2 separate regions of the Mus musculus genome follow, and region 1 is linked to region 2. Evidence: chromatin contacts called from public Hi-C data. All regions are on one chromosome and are shown on one strand. Each heading gives the region's core, a stretch centred on a gene start, on an enhancer-like site or on the middle of the called end of the contact. The rest is flanking DNA. Distances are from core to core; before and after follow the strand shown. Region 1 overlaps Epb41l3 (erythrocyte membrane protein band 4.1 like 3). Region 2 has its middle 7.0 kb from the start of Gm36392.

Region 1 (7,261 bases), core at 3,184-5,683, 350 kb after region 2:
CCATGCTACCAGCCTTGCCGAGGTTCCCTTGGATCCATGGATGAAACACAAACGCGCTTCAGCTTATTTTCAACTGTCTTACTGGCTCAATTGCTAGGTGCTTCAAAATACTCTCCTGCAGCTAGCGTGCCCTTCCCAATACTACTCTTAGCTCAGCACCTCTTAATCTGCCCACGGCTTCAGTTGTTCAGTTACCTTTAGCCCCAGCTCAACACCCTAAATCTGCCCTCAGCTTAGTTATGTTTTGAATCTCCTGCCTGGGCAAAATTGAAACTTTGTAATAGCCTCTTCCTCATCCTGCCTATCACCCACCTCCGGGGACCCGGAAGTCCCGCCTCTTAGCTTTGGCCCAGTCATTGGTCCCTGGCAATTTTATTGATCGACCACAAACCAATGGGGAACAGGACCTTAGCATCAGAACCACCCTCTACAATTAGGCGTGGTCTGACACATCACTCGGGTGGGCTGTTCCCTTGAGAGGTTACTGTGAGTGGCTCTGGTTGAATTAGGCTTGTTCAAACAATTTTCATGGAGTCTGTATAGGGAAGCATTTCTGTTTCATCTTCAAATATCCACTGAAGGTGTTTCTCTGTTAGGTACAGGAGGTGGGACTGGTTGCCATTTGTGGAAGAGTAATGGAGCGTTGTCATACTTTGAGGTTGGTCCCAGCGTGCCTCCCTTGAATCCAATGCCAAGGCTCTTTTATTTCTCCAAATTGGATTTGTGTCGCCTTTTGCTTGTTACTATCTCAGTTATACCTACCGATAAGAACTGCAGCTTTGCGTGGCATAGAGGCATGTCTGGTCCAGTTCTTTCTTTGAACAGCTTCAGTGAGTGGTAGCAGCTCAGCTAGTATTCTGCAGTATTGTGTTTTCTAAAGGTTGTGCTACTGTACTGGGAAGCAGGGGGAAGTGGTGTGATTCAGTCACTCTTCAAAATAGAAAAAAGACATCTCTGTAAGTGTAACCTCATGTTTACCCAGCGTGAAACTAAAAATAATGCCCCGTCCATTGTTTATGTCTCTCCCAGTCCCCCTGCCTCTCTTTTGGGATTCTTTCCCCTCTGGTCTCTGCGCAGACATCTGGTCTCACTCCTTCTCTTCAGAAAAACAAAAGGATTGTCTTCTCTCTCCACTTGAAGAGTTTATATTGTCAGCTTTGGCATCATCAGATTCTTATATGTCTTTCTACCAGAGGTCACAGACTTGCTGCTGCCGGAACCTTTATTGAAACACGTAGCTTTGCTGCCAATAAAGTTAGCCTCCAGTAACTGTTTCTTTTCCTTGTCAGATAAGTATTAATGAACCACGTGCTTCAAGATGAATGTCATGTGTGGTCCTTGTGTTGCTCCCCTTGCAAGACTGACCTATCCTGTTGCTGTTGCCTGTGATCTTTAGTTATCTGGGAAAGAGAGAACTCTATAGATGACGAACTTGAGGCTAAACAGACGGGGTATAGCTGATAATTTATGAACTGCTCTATTTAGTGGGGTGTAGAATTCTTCCCAGGATGCACGATGTCTTTGTTGGATGGGGGTGCAGCATTTCAGTGTCAGACAGCTGTGTCTCTCCCTGGTAGGTATATTTGAAATTCCTCTTTAAGGGCAAAGGAAACCCTTTCTTGGAGCCACATCTACTGGTAACATGGCCCCCGCTTTCCCCGGGGCCCCTCAGAGGAATGAGTGATGGTAAGCAGATGTACACAGCCACACAAGAAACTGTTCTTGTCGTGACGTTTGGGAAACGGAAAGGCACACAGAGACTTGTTATTTCTTATGGAATGCCATGGCGACAGCAAATACAGTCACCAAAGAGGCACCACATTCTTCAGGGAAATGCCATTAGCCTGAGCTGGGAGAGCACATGAATAGTTTAAGATAATTACCCCCAAGCAAAATGCCGTAATGTCTCCAGTCATCCCTTTATAGAAGATCTTGCCCAGAATGTCATGGTTTACAGAGCTTTCCTAAAGAGGGCAGGGATAGGAATGTGTCCCGATGGCAGTATGAGGCAAGCAGACCCCACCCCACAGCTAGAGCTGTGGTCAGTTTCAGAGACACAGTTTAACTTGGGCTTTGTCTGACTCTCAGAGGATTTGGGGCTTTGTCTAGTCTCGATCCTACTCTCAGAGGATCTGAGATGTTTCACTTCACATAAGTACACAAAGGATAAATGAGAAGATTTTTAAATAGAAAATAAAATGAGTATAAAACTGGAGGTGAGATTAGCTCACAGAGCACCCTCTCTCTGGAAGGCTCAAACGAGAAAGCTGCCACTCAAGTGTCCAAACCATAGACCATCTCAGTTGTTCAGGGGAAGCACAGTTATGCCATGGAAGTTACTGGAGACTTGCTGCTGCAAACCCCAAGGATTACTGGAGGAGTGACTATCAATAGCCACTGGTACTGATTCGTAACCACTCAAACCTCCTCTCAATAAAACCTGAAAAGCATTTGATAATTCCATGTCAGCTTAAGATTACAGCCACACAAGAGACCTTCCTTTCCATTCAGCAAGTTCTGTTGGTCAGTCCTCCCACCATAAGCTTCTTATATGTTTTTCTACAGAAAAAATGTCCAAGATTTGGCTTTTGGGGGGTATTTAAGGATCTATCTAAATATCTATCTATCTATCTATCTATCTATCTATCTATCTATCTATCTATCTATGTTTCTACACACACACACACACATTTTATTAAACATAGGAATTTTATTATGGATAAAACCAGATACAGTGGCATAAATGGGAAACCAATAGGACTTCCCATTCCACATCCCCTCACCCATGTTCAAGTAGATAGGACCATCTCAAGAGATGTCCTGGGCTCACAGAGTGCCTTCCCCAGCTGTCCTCCTGAAGGACTGGGACACAGTATAGATAAAGCTGCCATGACCTAATAGCATCCCAGTGACATTAGGCTGGCATCCTCCTGTGTGAAGCTGGTGAGAAGGATTCATGTGGCTGCAGTGTCTCAACAGTGTGTCCGAACAGTTCTTTAACTCTCAGATGATTTGACATCACCTGAGAGATGGGGACTTGACAAGAACACATTAACTGGGCTCGTCCCCCTCCTTGTACAAGGACAGGGGCCGGCCACACAAATCCCTGCGCCCAAATTTAAATTCACCTTAAGTTTGAATCGACACCATTGTAGAAAGACCAAAGGAGGCTCAAGGCACCCAAACTGCAGTTCATAGGGTATGATTTCAATAATTTCGTCCTATATAAACTCTAAAGCACTCACAGGGCATTGAAGCTGAAATATTATAATACTTTTCTTTACTGTTCAAGATACCCTCAAAGCAAGCATTGTACTTAGATATGCAAATAAGTTTATTTCTCCATATAGAATTATTAAGCTTAAGCCTGTTAAGTATGTGACTACTGTAAAAGCATCGACCTTGGTGTGAGACAAGATACATACATGTAGTAGAACATACTCGTAGTGTTCCAAGTGAACACCCATATGATCCTGTTCTAATGGCTCTGTAGTTAGGTAGAGAAGAAGAGACCTTTTAGTTGTACAGTGACTTTATATAAAACTTTTAAAACCTGCAATCAGCATTCATGAAAGGACTAGACTAGGATGGGGGTGTGATGAAGCAGGTCTCTTGTTACCTTGGGATGAGATTAAATAGAATAATAAGATAATTGTAATAATGATGCCTTTCACTTTAAATATGAGTTGAAATAAAATGGAGAGTGGTCTGAGTCACTTGCATCTCTTCTGTCTGCCCAGTTTCATCCTTTCTCTTCACATTTATTGTAGATCTTGCTCTCTCTTCCCTGGTAAATGCTATAATGATTCTTGTGGGGAGTTTCCATAGTGACCCAGACATTCTTTTAAGGTTACTCGCAGCCTTGCCCAGTTAATAGCTCAGAAGATTTTATGGAAATAAACGATACAAGTCGACTTAATACGTAATTTTAAAGCAGTATCCGTGTCATTACCATATTGTTTTGATTCTCAGTGTCTAGAGAGAGAGAGAGTTAAAAGAGAGCAGTGTATCAAATCTAGACTGATTATATCCTTAGAAGTTATGTTTCCTTCTCTGTACTTCCATTCCCCACGGCTCTTGATCTGACCAAGCAAATTGCTGAATTAGAAATTACAATGTGGATGTATAAGTGGGTTCCTGTCTGTCTGTTGGTTGGTTTGGGATATCAGAAAGCTGCATCCTCTCTCAGGCAAAAATTCTCAAACCTCATTAATCAGAATGAGCTAATTAGGGGACCTTAGCCATGGTTCAAGTTTTAAGTTGTGCCTCCCTTACAAATTCCTCTTCCTTGGGCTGCCTCTTCTGCATTTGCCTTTCACATACTGGCATAGTGACCTGAATCCATAGCAGATTAACAACAGGAAATATTGTCTAGCAAGCCTGCTGCCAGCATCTCGTGTGTGCTGTGAAAGTCTTTGTGGAAAATGAAGCCAAGTGTTGTTGCTGGCCAAGAAGAAGCGTGCTCCACTCAAAGGCTATTATCTGCCACAGTGCTCAACCCCAAACACAAAAGCCTGATTTCAAACACAGGCTCCAACTGCTGCAACAGATGAGGGCAGAAAGCAATTATGGATGAAAGAAAGAGACGACTTTACAAAAATAAAAAGGTCCAGGGGGCTTAATTGCAAGAGGGGACTTGGATGATGTGTGTGCCGGAAGTGCCTGTTCCTTGAGTCTTGTATAAGACACTGGGGGGATGCTAATGTGCTCTCATCACTCATGCTGTATCCATGACGATATATGCCCATCTTATGCCTTGGCTTTAAAGATAAACAACTGTGCCAGTCTACCCGATGCATATTCAGACCCAGTCTGTGTGTGTTGGTAAAAGACTGAACATGTACCCCTGTCACTGATGGTAGGGATAGTGGTTTTTTTTTGTTTTTGTTTTTTTTTTTTGCAAAGAACATTTAACCATTTTACCTCTGCAGTGAATATCACTGTGTGAGTTATAAAAGCAGTGCAATGGTTTTGTGGATTTGTTACAGAAGAAATGGACCTTTAATAGAAATACTTTAGTTTCTGTGAGTTTCGGGATGAGAAACTGCCTTGATCTTACTTAAGGGGATCAGCAGGTACTTTGTACACACTACTGTACACACTACTTTCCGCCATCCGGACAGCATGCCTTTCAGTGTGCTTCATGTGTTACCCTGCAAGGGAATGCTAAACACATTTCCATTTTATAGTGGAGACAGTAAAACTCAAGAGAGGTTGGGTAACCTCTTTCATATCCCATAGCCAGGTAACTGCACAACCAGAGTCTAAAACTGGGCCTGTCTAATATGCTACAATAAAACATAAAAATAAACTTGAAATACCTATCCTTAAGGTATTTAAGTGACGTTAAGTAAGCTCTAACATGTTTAGACATGGGAATAAGTTGCATATTAACTCTTTTGCCTAAAAACTTCTCAGGTCCGGGACACTGTTCCATATTTCTGCTTTAACAGAATGCTGTGTGTGGTCATCATCTAACTTCACACAGCAAGAATATGGCAAGTTATTGACTCATTGATAATTATTGATAATTATTGACTCACTGATAGCTTCCTGTTTGAAAGAACTGTTGTTGGGGCTGGGCTGGTTGCCTATAATATTGAAGGAAGAGGCTAGAAGTGGGACATATGTTTCCTCTATACATGTAATCTCTGCCTCTCATGCCACGCCTCCATGTGTATGCAGCCTGTATCCCACATGAGCCTGCTGCATATTCTGAAGGATGCCATTATGCCCTGCCCCCGTGGGAATGGTTGTGGCAGGGGTGATGGGGATAATGGACTTCCCACCATGCATATTGAATGTGGCTTTGACTGTACACTTGAGACAGAAAGTATAAAGTGCTGTAGACGCATCGAGGACAGCTGGTGTCGCATCCTGCCTTGCTTCCCAGGGCTCTGGCTTCAGCTCCTTTAAGAGAGCTTGTGGATTCAGTTGTCCAGACACCAGCTCTGTTTGTCTCTGGCTTTGACCGCAGTCACGTATAAATTGAAAAAACAAACCCACTCCTAGCACACACACTATTAGAATGCTTTTGCCAAGAGCAGCTTGGTAGAGAAAAGGAAGGCCCAAGGCAGGATGGAGAACGGAGCTGAGCAGGCGGCAGAGGCTGGAGCCCTGGCACATGGAGTTTACTGAGTTCTTCATGAGCTCCTGGGCCCAAGGGAAATAGTAATGCAATCTCTTAGAAATGAAGTTTCAGATGATCCTTAGGGAGGAGAGCAGTACTCAAGCACACAGTGAGAAAATGCAATGAGGAAAGGAGACATTGTTTTAAAGGCGGCACCCTGCCTCAGGATTAATCCAACAAGCTGTGAGTAGGAACTTCCTTAGGATCCAGCCAGCAGGCTTCTCTGGCACAGAGGCTGCTTCCTTGCTTACCCGGAGAAAGTGAGCTTTCCCCTCCTCAGGCAGCAGAAATACAAGCACAAAATGGGTACTGCAGTCACCCAAGAGGGGAACTTCCCAAGAGAACCAGTGGTCTGAAAGGAAGACTCCTGATGGAAAGTGAGTGGCAGGCACCCTGTGCTACCCAGGCTGCTTCTGGATTCACAGTGGATGAGAGGCAGTGGAGCGTCAGCGCCCTTCCCTGAACACCCTCAGTGTTGCTGCTCTAGATGTCTTATGGTTGACTGTGGCTAAGTTGTTATAGTATGGCTTGTTTGTTTGTTTTTGTTTTTAAATTTGTGTGTCCTTGTTGTTGTCATTGTTGCTCTCATTGTTGCCGGTGTCATTATCTTTGTGGTCGTCATTGTCATTGTTTTCATTGCCATTGTCGTTGTTGACATCGTTGTTGTTGTTGCTGCTGCTGTCGTTGTTTTTGTAGTTGTCACTGTTGTTGTCATGGTGGTTGTTGTCATTGAATTTGCTGTTGTCGTTCTCGTTGTTGTTGCTCTCGTTGTCATTGTTGCCGTTGTCATCATTATTGTTGTGGTTGCCATTTTTGTCCGTGCTCATGGTTGTCATTGTCGATGGTGTTGTAATTGCTGTCATTTCTGTTGTCATTCTCACTGTTGTCCTCATCGTGTGGTACATACACACACATCAAGAATATCTTCAAATGCATGTTAGTCTTCCATGGGGTTTTGTCAGTGTCTTAGGGGTTAATGTCGACCATTTTACGGAAGCTTCTGGCTGGTACATCTGTTGTTTCTTGAGAACATTTTTTTTTTCCTGAGAATATTGGTTGGGAAGGGATGTTGTCAGATTTTAAGTACTAATGCAGAAATAAGTCAGTTATCTCATAACAGAGTATTGATGC
Region 2 (7,447 bases), core at 3,283-5,782:
CATTTTCTAGAATCCAGGTCCCTCCACTCCAATGATCCATCAAACTGTAGAGAATGGTCACTGTACCTACAGACAAGCATGGCATTATTAAGTCCATTTTAGTTTTCTGGGAAAGCTTCTCCAGGGGGTATGCTAACCCCCCACAATGACTGTCAGAGATCATGACAAAGTTTCCTTAGTTTTGTGGAATTGAGTATACAATAGAATGAACCACAGCCCTGCAATATGAAAACAGTAAACCTCTAATATGATGTAGCTAGGTCTGGACAGAAGTACAAGAGAAACCAAGCCCTGGCCTTACAAAACAATTACAATGAAAGCCACTATCCAGTCGACATGGTAGCCACCATTTAAAATCATAGCTAGCTCTGTCATTTTGGACTAATGGGACCCTTCACGTTTATTATGGTCAACAAGGACAATGTCTTTATAATGCAATGGGAAGAAGTGATCATTGTTGAGTGTTTCAGGTTTGTTGTAAGGATTAAATGATCTATTACTTGTAAGCCAGTCCTGTTTTGGGAACAGCAGTAGGGTCTGAGAAACTCTAGAATGGCTAGAATCTTGTTATCACAGGGTTAACGGGTTAAGAGTGGCAGTGTCATGCCCACTTCATTAAGTATCTCAATAGGGAGATCTGAAGATTTGGATTGGATACTGTTTTAATGTGTCCACCAACTATTCCTACGCTGGATTCCTGGTTCCCCAGTATGTTGGTCTTAAGATACGGTAGGGCCTACTAGAAGATAAGTCATGATAAAAGATCATTAGGAAGTTGCACGCATCAGCAAAGATTCGGGCAGTTCTGTTGGGGCCCTGGTTAATTCTCATGAGAGAACTTCTATAAAAGAGCAAGCCAGACACTCCTCAGAGTCTGGTCCTGCCTTACCAAATTCTCTCTTGTTTCTTAAGCACAGCTGTTGTAATGCCATGGGCCTTGGGACACAGGCAAGATCGCCATGCTTTTGAGCTTTCAAAAAACCTCTTTACCTTATTTATTTCTCAGCCTCATAATTTTCTTATAACAACAGAAAACTAACATGCACTGAGGTAGAAGTAAAAAAATGCTAGAAAGGAAGTTAGACATCACTCAAGAATTTTTCCTTTTAAAAAATTGAGAATTTCATATATATGTGTGTGTGTGTGTGTGTGTGTGTGTGTGTGTGTGTGTGTAGAGAGAGAGAGAGAGAGAGAGAGAGAGAGAGAGAGAGATTATTTTATATAGCACACACATATATAATTTTCTGAAGTCTTCTAATTCTTTAAATAAGGCCCCCTTATCTCTTTATCATATCAATTATCTACCTATCCATCCATGTATCATCATCTATCATCTATCTATATCATCTTCTATGTATCTCCTCTCTCTATGTATCTATTTATCTTTATATATCTATTTATCTATGAATTACCTATGTATCTATCACCTACCTATTATCTATCTATCTATCTATCTATCTATCATCTATCTATCTATCTATCTATCTATCATCTACCTAAATCATGTATCATTTTATTTGTACTGCTGTTTCTGTCCTTGTGGAAAAGCCTAAATACTAATTTATTTCCATAAACAACCTAAATTTCCCTTTTCTGAATAAAACAATAAACTGACACCTTATAAAGATTACAAGGTGAATATTTGGGGGAGGCCAGTATTTCTTCTATTATACACTATGTCAAAAGCTTTGATACATGCCCAAGAGCATGAAGTGCTTCCCACAACCAGGGTGTTGCCCTCCTAATGAGACTTAGAGCCTAAAATCTCCCTGAAGCCCCTGAAGCTTTTTTTAACTTACAAGGTAGTAGAGGGCAGGATGGAAGGCAAACTTTCAAAGAACCAGAACAGCTGAGGCTGGGCTAAAAAGTCTCCTGATTCAGAAAGAGGTTGGTTCAAATGTCAAGAGAAAGACTGTCCTTTGATTCACAACTGTTTATGTCCCTGGCTATGCAGAAGAGCATGGTCCGAGTGTTGTCTAGCAATTTCCTCCACGATAAAACATCCCATTTGAAGGGAAACTTACTAAGGTGCACAGAGAAAAGAAGCATACCTTAGCAAGGATGCTCTTTAATCTCAGAGAGCAAACACGTAAAGACTTCAGGAAGTCCCTAAAACTGATTAGCGTCACTAGGCTCCACCTTTCATGCCTATATAAGCAGAAAGGACTGCTGGGAGACTCTCCCAGACCAGGTGTGCTCCCTTGAAGAGACAAAGATGAGAGAACTTCTTGGAGGAGGCTCAGATCACTTGAGCTGCCTGAGTCTCTCCAACCTGCTCAGCTTTCTACAGGTTGTATTATGAGCTCCGGGTCTCTGTCTTTCATGGGTCATCACACATGCAGGATGGGTCAGCTTACTGAGAGTGTGTTGAGTCACCTCAGCTTCTGTAAGTACCTCTTCACCAGTATCCCTGCAAGTAGCCCCAATAAAACACTGACCAAGTTGGTCTTTGGCGGTGTCCTTATTTTCATCCATCATTTGTTTCCCCACTTGGTGTAGCTACATGTTTGCTCATATCTCCCCAGGAATGTCACACAACACTGAGGTTGACTTAGAACACGTCAACTTACTGGCTAGCTGAGTCCTACTAAAGTTGCCAGAAAGGTTTGACAACTATCACAACTGCAAGTCAGACTACAGAAGTTCCTTTCCCAGCTGGGAGCCTGGGAATCAGAAAGGCACAACATTTATGAAGTAAATGTCACTAGCTTCCACTTCAAGCATTCTTTTCGAATAGAAACCATGAAACGTGGCAGGGAAATATGGCCTAGGCTCCAAATAAGAGAAGGGTCGCCAGTAGCAAATGTGGGTGACCTAGACACTAGGGTGATGGTCAGACAGGGTTGTTCACCTCATTCTGACAGAGCTGAGGGGAGATTAACAAGTAACTGACCTCTGGGCAGTAAAGCTGTGCCTCATGGGAATCTGGGTTACCAATCCGGAAGCTACTTTGTACCTACTGTAGGTGGCCAGGTAAGAAACATACACCATGGGTTATGAATGTCCGGCTTCATACACTCAGAGGACAGAGTCACACATTGGGGAAAGCTGACATCCAGAAGGAATCCTAGAGTGTTTGGCTGAAATTGTAAATACCAGAGTAAGAATCCAAATGTTTAAAAGCAAGTATTAGTATTCAGTGGGGGTTAAAATTAAATGTAAAAGGAGTAAGAGCAGATAGAAAATTGTCCTTTAGACTATCACAGAAGAGACCCAACCGCATATCTTAAAATCTTAAAGCTGGGCATCTTCAGACTCCCAGCAGATCTCCTCAGGAAAATAATTAACTTCAAAGAAAATTGTGTAGCTTGAGAGTGGAGAGCTTCAGAAGTCACCAATAAGTAACCAAGACTAATGCCAATAACATGAAGGGCCACCCCATTATAGGCCCCATTACTATACTTCTGTAGTGTCTGTTGGTAATGTATTACCCAAATCTCTTCACAAGAAAACAGCAGACAAAGCCAAACTCAAGAGATAATCTACCAAAAACAAACAAACAAACAAACAAACAAAACAAAACAGAACAAAACAAAACAACAGCACTCAATAGAAGTCTGGAGAAACAGGAAACTACCAAGGTTCTGCTATGCACTGGAGACAGAGACAAGACAACTAAACACAAGATGGGATCTTAGATTGGATCCTGGAACAAAGACAACAAAAAGCTGGGAAAATCTTAAGTGCAGACAAACAGCTATTGTTTGGTGACTAGGAACATGGAGGTATTCACCCCTCCTTCTGGTCACTGTCCAAGGGTCAGGCTAGATGTTAACAGGAATCAGAACAAGCATGGGCAGATCTTTCCATGTTGTTCTTGCAAGTTTTCTGTAAATCTAAAACTATAGTGTTAAAAGGATCCCAAGGGATCCAGAGGAGAAGAAGAAGAAGAAAAAAAATGAGGCAATATGACTTGAAAGAGAACTTCCAGAAAGGCATATTAACTGATTAATAGATACATAGTAACTGATAAATCTAAACATAGTAAAAACGTTTTAAATGAATCAACTAGAAATGTCAGAACTAAAGAACACCGAGATCTGGGCTGCAGAGAGGGCTCAGCTGGTCCAGGCACTTGTAAGCTACCCCTTCCAGCCTGAGTTCCCACCTGGACTCCCACAAAGTGGCAGAGAACTGGTTCCTGAGCATTGTCCTCTGACCTCCCAACCCACGGGGCACAGTCAGGCACACAGAAAAACAAACAAGAAACAAATAACATTTAAGAGAGCGCTGACAGTTCAAAGTAGGACCCTTTTATAATTGTGCCGCCGCTAGGTGGAGCAGGTGGAGGGATACCTGTGCGACTCGTTTCCTAGGACGTTCTGATAACAGCCACGTTTGGGAACTACTCATTGAATGAACATTATGATAAACGTCACTAAACGTGGAGTATGATGAGGGATCCTAAGGTTGCTGCTGCGTTTGAGGATTTTGATTGCGTTCAGCCGCGTGGAAAGGGCACAGCACAACACAGAAGATGATGGCGGCGGCGGCTGGAGCCAGAGGATCTGTCTTTCAGTGTTCCTCTGCTTTCTCTCTCACCAGAGGCCACCCTTGAGCATATCCCGGTCTCCATGAACAAGAACACTGCTTCTGCCCAGTGAAACCCTTCACAAAGTCTAAGGCTCTTCATAGGAAAAAGTTGTGGGGAGCTGGTCACATAGGTCTCCTCTGTTCAGCACATACTGAAATTTCAGATTAACAGAACAGCAACCACGGCCAGCTAGGAAAAGCTGAAATTACAGAGGCACTGCTTGCCTTCAGTCTCATGGCCTGGCCAATGGCAGTTCCCAAGCAGCCCTCTGCGGGAATGGCATCATGGATCTGACATACTCAATCCCTCATTAACATTGACACTGCACTGAGCCCTTCTGTGAACACAATCACCATGTTGGCTGTTTTACATACATTGCCTCATATAATCTTCGTGGCAATTCTCCACATTGGTATTGATTTTTCTAGAGGGGGATTGAGACTTACAGATAGCCCCCCCCCCCAATTTATACTTACACACTTTAAAAAAATTAATATATTTATTTGTTTACTTACATCCCAACGGCAGTTTTCCCTTCCTCCTCTCCTCCTAGTCCTTTCCCCACACCAAGATGACACTTCAATTCTGGAAAAACAACAACAACAACAATTTAACAAATTAATCCCATTACACAGCATGTAAGCAATTAGCTATCCTTCAAACTCACAGTTTGGTTCATGCTGGCTTGAATCTTTGATTTTTTTTTTTTTTTTTTGAATTACAAAAAGCTAACAGCTACCCTCCTTCTATATGGAACTTTTTTTTTTCATAAAGGGTGTTTCCAAAAGTACCTAAAAGCAAATTTTATAAACCTCCTTTTTAAACAGCCACCACTTATGTAAGTAATAAGTAGTATATATGCATATACCTAAGGTAGACCCTGAGGCTTAATGCCATCCGGTTAGTTCCCACCTCTCTACACTGCTGCACTGGGAGTAAAGGTTTCAACACACGCTTGTGGAAGGACAGCTTGGCACCATAGCAACAAAACATTATCCTCCCCCCCCCCCATAAAACACCTATATTATTCATCCTATAGTACAGCGGAGCCCTCCATGTTCCAGTGGAAGGATTTCTGGATAAGAAGCACATGGGTTCGGTTTACACAGTTAAGTTCTTTCCTGACAGATGCCATCGCTGACCATCCTTAAATACAGAAATGCAGGTAGAGTTTGGGTGTGCTAATTGCACACATGAGCCAGTATATTTCTCTCACTGCTACATTCCACATGGAGAACAGCTGTGACCTGACAGCTTTTGCAAAAATGTATTCAGGTACAGTAGCAGCGAACTGTATCCAGATGCCTACATGCTGCTCTATGTCTGAAAGGAAGCTGGGAGTCAGAAACCAACAGCCATCAGATGTGTCTCACCTTCAGATAAATATTTCATGCTCACAATAACTTTTTCCAAATGCAGCTTGACTTTCAAGTACACTGACACTTGTCCAGGCAGCGATCTGCACAAAACACAAAGGCCAAGGGAACAGCATTTTAATTTAATCACAGGCCCTGTGAATATTCTCCCTCTGTGGGAAAACCAGGGCCTTTGGTACAGAATAGTAATTACAGCCAGTAGATGGCATCTAAAAGCTAGGATAATATTTCAGATCTATATTTAACCCCAGACTTGCTCATTTCCAAAGGTTGACCCTCTAGCGTTAGTCATATTGAATCAATTTTAATTTTCAACCCTATTCACACCAGAGTTGAACTTAAGATTTTTTTCAACCAATAAACTCTTATCACTTTTACTGCTCACATAGTGCTGCTGCAGTAAGCAGACTAACACAATACTACTACACAGTAAGCAGGTTAATGTGGGTTCTCCGAGCAGCTATCATTTAAAACATTAACCATTGAACAAAGGCTTGTCAAGTATCCTTGGTGTTGCCTGATTGAATAAACCAAACTGATAAATCTTGGACCAGGACCAAAAGATATAATGAGTCTCACACCAAACACCCTTCAACTTGGATAAATTCCAGGGGAGTCAACTGAGTTTAAAAGTTTCACAAACAATTATATTACTGAATAGGGCACAGCAGAGAGAGAGAGAGAGAGAGAGAGAGAGAGAGAGAGAGAGAGAGAGAGAGAGACAGAGAGACAGAGAGAGAGAGACAGAGACACAGAGACAGAGACACAGAGACAGACAGAGACACAGACAGAGAGAAGCCAATAGATTGAGTTCTGTTCCATGCAGCTCAATTTGCTTTTGAGTTGCCTGTATTTAGCTATCTGCAATTACAACAAATGAAAGTCATTAAAGACATATTTATTTTCTTACACAACCTCAACAGGCCTCGCCACATATATATAATATTTTTGGAATGCTGTCCACAGTTAAGAGACTGGATATTTTAAAGAGACATTAGCCTTTAAACAAGTGTTACAAGATTTAAGGATGATGAAGTTTTAAAAGTTGTGCTGTATTTTGTATCGTGATATTAACATGACCCCAAGGGGATGCAAAACAAAGAAAAGGTATGGTTTTCAGAGTGATGTCTTTGTCAAATTGACAAGGGTCAATAGTGCTGATCAGTTTTGATCAACTAGATTCAACTGAGAAACTCTCTCCATCAGACTGGTATGCGGGCCTATCTATGGGAAGTTTTTATGGACTGTTGTACAATCCCTGGGCAGGTAGGCCTGGGCTGTATAAAATGACACCTGGGTGTGAGCAAGCAACTTTCTTAGAAGAGCCATCCCTGCCTCTACTGCTTGAGTTCCTCTGTGACTTCCTCAGTGATGGGAAGGATGAGATGTGTGACCCACTCCTCAACCAAAATGAGGCAGACTCCAGGCTCACTTGTCCCGGCTCTGCAACACCCATCAAGAATCAAAGATCTCAATTATGGATCATTAATGTATCTTGGGACAGTTTCTAGGTGTTTCTGTATGTTTTGGTAGATGA

What was found. A called contact is a pair of places that touch in the nucleus more often than the background predicts.
Region 1: a Hi-C map of cortical neurons shows a contact between it and region 2, with 4 times the contacts expected there. The contact joins two enhancer-like sites. A contact is called at or near these places in 2 of 484 Hi-C or Micro-C datasets (cerebral cortex and cortical neurons).

The regions. Positions count from the first base shown.
Region 1 is chr17:69,225,823-69,233,083 of GRCm38.p6, forward strand. The region is part of intron 3 of Epb41l3 (erythrocyte membrane protein band 4.1 like 3); the gene reads left to right. Among named protein-coding and RNA genes, the nearest start is that of 2410021H03Rik, 48 kb to the right of the region's middle. Within about 2 kb of position 4,434, at least 51 of the 459 cell types and tissues checked have an H3K27ac peak or open chromatin away from gene starts, as enhancers often do. A contact at or near this core is called in cortical neurons, where this site is marked.
Region 2 is chr17:68,877,554-68,885,000 of GRCm38.p6, forward strand. No RefSeq gene overlaps it. Among named protein-coding and RNA genes, the nearest start is that of Gm36392, 7.0 kb to the left of the region's middle. Within about 2 kb of position 4,533, at least 28 of the 459 cell types and tissues checked have an H3K27ac peak or open chromatin away from gene starts, as enhancers often do. A contact at or near this core is called in cortical neurons, where this site is marked.